Linked DNA regions of Oryctolagus cuniculus: region 2 is linked to region 1. The links are chromatin contacts, called in public Micro-C maps. All regions are on one chromosome and are shown on one strand. Each heading gives the region's core, a stretch centred on a gene start, on an enhancer-like site or on the middle of the called end of the contact. The rest is flanking DNA. Distances are from core to core; before and after follow the strand shown. Region 1 has its middle 26 kb from the start of MIR15A. Region 2 has its middle 320 kb from the start of DLEU7.

Evidence for each region. A called contact is a pair of places that touch in the nucleus more often than the background predicts.
Region 2: a Micro-C map of ear pinna shows a contact between it and region 1, with 3 times the contacts expected there. The contact joins two enhancer-like sites. A contact is called at or near these places in 2 of 6 Hi-C or Micro-C datasets (ear pinna and embryonic fibroblasts).

What each region holds. Positions count from the first base shown.
Region 1 is chr9:69,331,443-69,335,070 of mOryCun1.1, forward strand. No RefSeq gene overlaps it. Among named protein-coding and RNA genes, the nearest start is that of MIR15A, 26 kb to the left of the region's middle. Within about 2 kb of position 1,974, at least 7 of the 8 cell types and tissues checked have an H3K27ac peak or open chromatin away from gene starts, as enhancers often do. A contact at or near this core is called in ear pinna, where this site is marked.
Region 2 is chr9:69,846,642-69,850,279 of mOryCun1.1, forward strand. No RefSeq gene overlaps it. Among named protein-coding and RNA genes, the nearest start is that of DLEU7, 320 kb to the right of the region's middle. Within about 2 kb of position 1,255, at least 2 of the 8 cell types and tissues checked have an H3K27ac peak or open chromatin away from gene starts, as enhancers often do. A contact at or near this core is called in ear pinna, where this site is marked.

The sequences.
Region 1 (3,628 bases), core at 724-3,223:
AATTATTAAACACCAACTTTTTCTTTTAAACTATCCGTCTTAACGTTTTGTAATTATTTCCGTGGTTCTCTAACTAAAAGTATAATTTTTCGGAAAGTTGAGAATTATAATCTAGCGTTCAACATTCAAACCCCCCAGTCCCGCTTCCTTCCAGCCAATCAGGGGGTAAAAGTCCGGTGTTTTGGGAGCTCCGTTAGACACAATTCGAAAAACTTCATTTTGCGCTCTCCTGGTCTTCTCCCGGAAAGATTCTAAGTGAGGGCGGGTCCCCCAGTCTTCAAAAGAAATAAGAAATCAATCGATCCTTCCACCCTATCGGGGCGGGGGCGGGGGGTCCTGCAGGCAGGCAGTCCTAAAGCGTGTGTCTCTGCGGTTCCAAGGAAGCGCTATTCCTCTTTGCGAACAATTGAACAGCTACTGCTAAAACCATCTCTCCAAGATTTGCAGCCAACGCCGCTCACCCCACACGCAAATCATCCCAGTAAAGGGTTAATCTAGCGATGCCTTCAGCGCAGAAAAGGATCCAAGATCTAAAAGATCTTTAATGCGCGATTTTTACAAAGGCCATTATCCATATTGTGATACCTGAAGTTAAAACCGTCGTTGGCTTATATCGTTCAAGAGTTATCGAGTAAGATTTGATAGAATCCACCAGCTAAGGGGCCAAAAAAAAAAAAATTCACCAAAGGAGAAGACAAATAACATCCCTCTTCCCTCCGCCCCAGCGTCAAGAGTGTTCCCAAGAAAAGGTGGGGATTGCAAAATTACCGTTAAGTTGTCCGGGTACAGACTTTTCGGGAGGAAAACATCAAAACAGTTTCACAGGTCGCTTTTTCCCCTTGCAAATGTCTCAAAGACTGGAGAAGGAAAAAGTCTTCTAAGAAAACTGCGACTCCGAGAAGGAAACAGCGAGCTTGAAGCCCCATCTTTCATCTCACCACGGACACCCCTCCCCCCGCCCCCGGGAAAGGACAACGCCGAGAGAGCAAATGACAAAAATCCCGAGCAAGTCGCCTAAGTCCAACATTCTTGCCAAAAGCCCGCGACAACCTCAACCGCCGGCCCCCGCCCCATCTCGCCCGGCAGCGAAGCGCCCGGCGCCGGCAGCCCGACCCCTACCTAAAAAGACCGCACCGGGACGGAAGCGCGCAGGGGGAGGGCGGCGAAGGCAGCGAAACTCTCCGGCCCCGGGCACCTCAAGCTTTAGCGTCAGGAGACGGCCATCTAAACGTCCGAGTGCCGCCGGGCCGGGGCACTGTCGGTCGCGACAGACCGCAGACACCCAGGACTCTGGGTCCTGAATTTTCCGTCGACCTTAAGTTTCTTGTCAAGAGAAGGCGGCCATCAGCGGGCCGGGAAAACTGCGAGAAAAGGCGACTCGGTTCGGGACGTGGGGGGAGGGCGCGCGTCCCCTCCCTCCTGTCAGGCGGTGACGGCGGCCGAGACCCCGCCGCGCCCAGCCCCCGGCCCGGGCGGGGGGTCCTGCTGACAGATCCGCTGGGCGGCGGCCGCCCCGCCGCAGCGCGTCCGCGTCCCGCTCAAACTGCAGCTCCCCTCCCCCCCACAGCCCCGTCGCTCGGCGCTCGCGCCACTTTCCGCCCGCCGCCGCCCACTCGAGGACGCCCACGTTGCCCCCAACCCTCTCTCCTGGGATTTTCTGCGAGTCAAGTGACGGCGGACTCGGCGCCCACTCCTGGCACCCCCCACCGCCTGCCGGTCCCACCGCTGCCACCTCCCGCGTCCCGTCCTGCTACTTCTTCAAGCTCTTACCGACTGCGCCAACCTTGGCGAAGCACCATGGACTGCCCTTTGCTCCAAGTAATTTTTGGTGATTTTTTAGCGATTTTTTGGCGGAGTCCTAATGGCGCTATACTCTCGGACAGGTTGTCCCGTCCCTCCCGCTAGATTGATGAGATCAGGCATCACTCGAAAATGGCGCCGAAAGCGCTGAGGCTCCTCATTCAAATTCGTTAGAGCCAACCCCGCCGCCCCGGGGCATGCCGGGAACGCGGGCTGCCTCCACAGCTGTCAATACCGCCTCTAAACCCCCCCCTACGGGCCCGACAGTTTTGCGCATGCGCACACCTTTACCCTCCCCAACCCCTTGCCTTGCGCATGCGTAGAATCACGGTTGTGCGTCGCTCTCCCTTTTCCGCGGTCGCAGTTCTCGCACCTCTTTGCTTGCGCCTGCGTGCAGCGAGTTTGCACGGCCGCGGAGGCAGAGAGTGAACGTTCAGGCAGTGGGCGTGTCAAGCCACAGATACCTGTCTGGGGACAGGCATTTAGTCCACTCTTCGAGGTAAACCAAGAAGAGTCTAGCTTAGGCAAAACGAAAAACCCCTTAACAGCCAGTGTCTAAACTCCAGATCCCGGGACGCCTCTCTGCGGCCCTGCGTACGGACCCAGGTGTACCCCCAAACAACCCCGCCAGCGTGTACGGCTCTGGTATTACGCCTACGCCCCTCCCAGAGCTATCGCACTGAAGCCGCACAATACGCTGACGAGGTAGGAAGTCTTGTTATTCTCGGTTTGAGGATCTGGAAACCAAGACTGAGATACAAATGGTTCCCCCCAAGGCACCCAGGTACAAAGCGCGTGGGTGAACCCACGTCTGTCAGACCATGGAGCCCGGCTCCTAGCGCGCCTACAGGCGCCGACCCGCACGGGCGGGAGGCGTGGTCCCCCGCCCCTCGGTGTGCGCGTGCCCGAGCGCGCGCCCCCGCCCGGCCGCCGCGCCCGCTTCCCTGGCCCGGCTGCCTGCTGGCGAAGGCGCCTTCCTTGAATCCAGCTTCTCTTAGGGTCGTCCTTAAAGTTTCTGCTGAGTTCTGGAGATAGGAATGGGCGGTGTTTGGTGTCGTGTAGGGTGATTTAAAAAAAATTTTTTTTTAGTGGCAGGGTAAGTGAGCTGAATTCAGCAAAGACGAGCTTGCGTCGTGCGACGCGTTCATAAAGCGGTAACCTCTATGGTGCCTCGGCTGTGTGCTGGGTTAATCACGTGTATTGATCACAGCAGCCCTGAGAAGTTGGTGTGTCATTGTACAAATGAGAGACAACTGAGGCTCAGATTAAGCCACCTGCCCCAAAGTCTTAGCATTGGTAAAGTAGAAGCACAAGACCTAGGGAAACCTGTTTATGATAAAATTGTCACTTTCCCTTAAAAATCGAATGATTCACTTGCTTTGAAGACGTATCCTACCTGCTACTAGGCTAGTTAAGATGAAATTTAAAAAAGAGAGCTGCTCTTGCTCCTAAGTGATCACATTTAAAGATTACTTTTGACTGGTTGTTTTTTACTTAATCCTAAATTATAATGGATTTTTAAAAGACTCCAACAGTTTAAACTCTGATGTATTGTTATGTTTATTCCAGTTTTCATCACAACACAACCCGTGGTGAACCATAACTGGTGGAGTATAAAAAAATCAAACAGTGGATATGCAAGTGACTGAAGTGCTAAGAAAGAAAATGGGAGAAGGCTGGCATGGTTTGCATTATTAAAGTGCATTTGGAAAGGGATTTTACCAATTTGAGATAATCAAAGAAAACAACCTGGTAAAGTAGTGTATTTGTCTTAAATATCTGTGGTACTTTTGTGCACTGTTTAGATGGCTGGACTCCAGCCCAAACT
Region 2 (3,638 bases), core at 5-2,504, 510 kb after region 1:
ATGTCAGCCTCGCCGCGGTTCTGTCGGGTGCAGTTGGATCTTTCCTGCAGCTCAGAAACCCGCAAGACCACACAAGGGGCCAAAAAGGGCTAGACACAGCACCTGGCCTGATTCCAGTCTGATGTGGTTTTCAACACTGTCCCCATCCTGTGTGCTGCAGTCTCAGGGGGAGATCAAAGCCCTCTCCTTGTGCTTTAGAGCAAGTCCCTGTGAAGTGGCCCAACCAGCCACCCACACGGGCTGGAGCCCACCTGCCCGTGCTGCCCACACTGTGTTTTGTGCTCAAATCTGCTTGCCGTGGAAGACCCTCCGCCGCAGTGAAGGAAGGTATCGGAACTGCGCAGGTGTGAGCACGCAGGCGGGGGCCTGAGCCCTCAGTGGGCTCCCGTTACATTCTGTAGGTCCACGCTGCAGGCAGGGGAGGGGAGTGTGCTGAAAATGCGCAGGGCCTGGGCTTCCGTGCCTCTTGAGAGGACAAGTGTGGCTTCTTCTTAAATAAATGAGCCAGACCGGCTGATAACGAGCACAGTGGAATCCCCTGACCCCGTTCCACTGCCATTTCCTTGGGGGTGGGATGCTGGCCTACTTGTCTGCTATAATTAATAGCCCAAGAGAGTTTGGCTTAGCCGGGGGCTGGGCCCTGGACCCCCCAGTCAGCACTACAGAACAGCCTGGGCAGGCTCCCCTTCTCTGCACCTGTGACCTGGAAGTTGGCTCTCAGATAGCACGACTGGCTGGCAGCTGGGGAGATATCCCTGAAAAAGCTACGGACGCCCACTCCCACCAGGTGGAATGAAGGAATGAGAGAGGAAGAGAGAGAAGCCCGAAGGAAAAACAAAAGCAAAGCTGGAGGTAGAAGGAAGACACCCACCCCTTTTCTGAGAGGCCCATCAGCTGCAGTTCACCAGCACAGCACAGCAGACGTGTAAGGGCAGGTTAGTAGCCCTAAAATAAAGCTGGAGCCAGTAATAACAGGGCCAGAGAGTGACAGCCGGAAAGGCAGTCGGGGCAGCGCCACGCCATTAGACTGCAATTACTCCCCTTGCCAGGCTGGTCCTGGCTCCAGGGGTGCGAGCGCAGCTCCTGCTGGGGAAACGGGCCCTGCAGAATTGGGAAGGCTTTGCCATCAAATTCAGCATTATCTCTTTGGAATTCTGGAGGCTGGGCTGGAAGCCACTTGTCTGATCATCAGGCGCAGCTGGCAAGGTCTTGGTGCAGGCGGGGACGCGGGCCAAGGAGGGGGAGCAGCGTGTGTGTGTGTGTGTGTGTGTGTATGTGTGTGTGTCGCAGCAGCAGAGGCTGTGGCTTTGCGTGGCAGCTGTGAGCTGGGTTGCTGGCGGCTGGGGCGGTCTCCTGACTTGCAGCACTGCTTGTCTGTCCTTCTCTTAGTGGGTTTGATATGCATTTCTTTGGGAGGGGGGCAAACGTAGTTTAAAAGTATCTGAGCTTGTTAACAGCAGCCAGTCCCTATAGCCATGGGCCCCCACTTCACCCCCACCCCCGGCCCGCAGCAGAAGTGTGTCAGCTTTGATTTCACCAGTTTGTACTTCTGTGGAAAACATTTCAGAAGCACTTTCCTAATCTTTCCCACTAAAAATCAACCTCCCCTGCCGTTCTGTGCAGGAAGGGCTGACCCACATTCTCCAGATGCGCTCCCTCCTCCTCCTCTGCCCCTGCCAGCTTCAGGCAGGTTGCTGCCGTGGACGGTGTCCCGCGATGGTAAGCACGTGGTTTCAAATGACCATGCAGTACCTGTGCTTAGAAAAACAAATGGGTCCAGCCAAAGTCCCAGTGGCCCCTGAGGACACACTCCAGTTCTCTGTCCCTGCTGCCTGGGCTTTGTTCTGACTCTCCTCCCAGTCAGACTGCTACACCCCTCCGTCCCTGTGACTAGTTTAGCCTTATTAAAATGCCCTGCAGCCAACTAGCCGTGAAACGTGCAGATGGACCTTTAGGTTCAGAGCGTCGCTCCGGAGTCAGAACCTATGAGATTTGAAGAAGTCACTTAGTGTGTATGTGTCCATAGAGGAAAGTTGTTTTAACCTCTATGCCTCTGTTTTCCCACCTGCAAAATGGGATAGTGGCAACACCTGCCTGTATAGGACTTTGCCAGAATTAAATGAAATAACAAATGTGAAATGTATAGCATGGTGCCCGCTGTGGACAAACAGTGTGGTTTAGCGAAAGCTTTGCTAGCATCATCATTTCCTTGTGTTCTCTGAAAAAACAACTGATTTTAACACAGATTTGTTCATATGAGGAGATCTAGTTGCTCGAGGGAACAGTGAGAAGGAAGTCACACGAGGCAAAAGCCAGACTGGACGCTGTCATCCCCGAGCCTCGGTCAGCCCCTCCCCTGACCCCTCTGCACGGTCCTGTCCTAAACTGGAACTGGGGCAGGAGAGAGACCTGAGGCCACAAAACTCCTGCCGGAGGGGCTTGGGTGCTCCTCGCCGGGATGCAGCTTGGCACTGGGAGGCTGATCAAGGGCTGGTGAGGGAATGGTGAGGGACCAGAAGACCCCCTCCCCCAGCCCTGCTGGCCTCCCGAGGGCCATGTGGAGCCTGGGGCGCAGTGAATGCCTGAAGGAAGCTGGTGTTGAAAACATCCAACTCTGCCTTCCAAGGAGGACTCCAAGGGCCGTGCAACTGACTCCCGCTGCTGGGAGGCCCTGCGGGTCAGCACGTCCCCGGGGCAGGGGGCAGGGCTGAGGCGGAGGTGGTGACCCGCCCCACACGTTGGTGATTCTCTGTCCAGGAGTGGGACTGAGGGGAGTGGCAGGAGCCTTTCCCAGTAAGGGACTGAGTCAGTGGACTGCAGGATCTCAGGGTCACTTTTCCTCACACAGTTGTTGCTTTATATATATATATATATAAAATCACATCGGGTGCCTTTTGTTTTACGAAGTGCTCAGCAAATTGTCAAGTATACACATGTTAACTGGCGCATATTAGGAGAGAAACCAATCACGGAGGCAGTCTCTAAGGGCAATTTCTCTGTGTGGGACACAATTCAGATCTTTTGTGCTTCAGGTAAAGCAGCCCTAAGATCCATCTGAACTTAGATGGACCACGCAGTTTGTGTGTCTGTGGTTCTGAATTAAAAACCTACCCAATGGGCCGGCGCTGCGGCTCACTAGGCTAATCCTCCGCCTTGCGGCGCCGGTACACCAGGTTCTAGTCCCAGTCGGGGCGCCAGATTCTGTCCCGGTTGCCCTTGCCCCTCTTCCAGGCCAGCTCTCTGCTGTGGCCAGGGAGTGCAGTGGAGGATGGCCCAAGTGCTTGGGCCCTGCACCCCATGGGAGACCAGGATAAGTACCTGGCTCCTGCCATCGGATCAGCGCGGTGCGCCGGCCGCAGCGCGCCGGCCGCGGTGGCCATTGGAGGGTGAACCAACAGCAAAGGAAGACCTTTCTCTCTGTCTCTGTCTCTCTCTCACTGTCCACTCTGCCTGTCAAATAAAAAATAAAAAAATAAAAAATAAAAACAAAAAAACCTATCCAAGTTCTTCTTCCCTAAATTTGTTTCATACCTTGTTTTTCTTGTTTGTTTGTTTGTTTTTTCCCGGAGTAAAACTTAACATGTGCCAAAAATGTTCTTCCAAGACTGGTTACTATCAGGAATGTGGAGAGATTGACA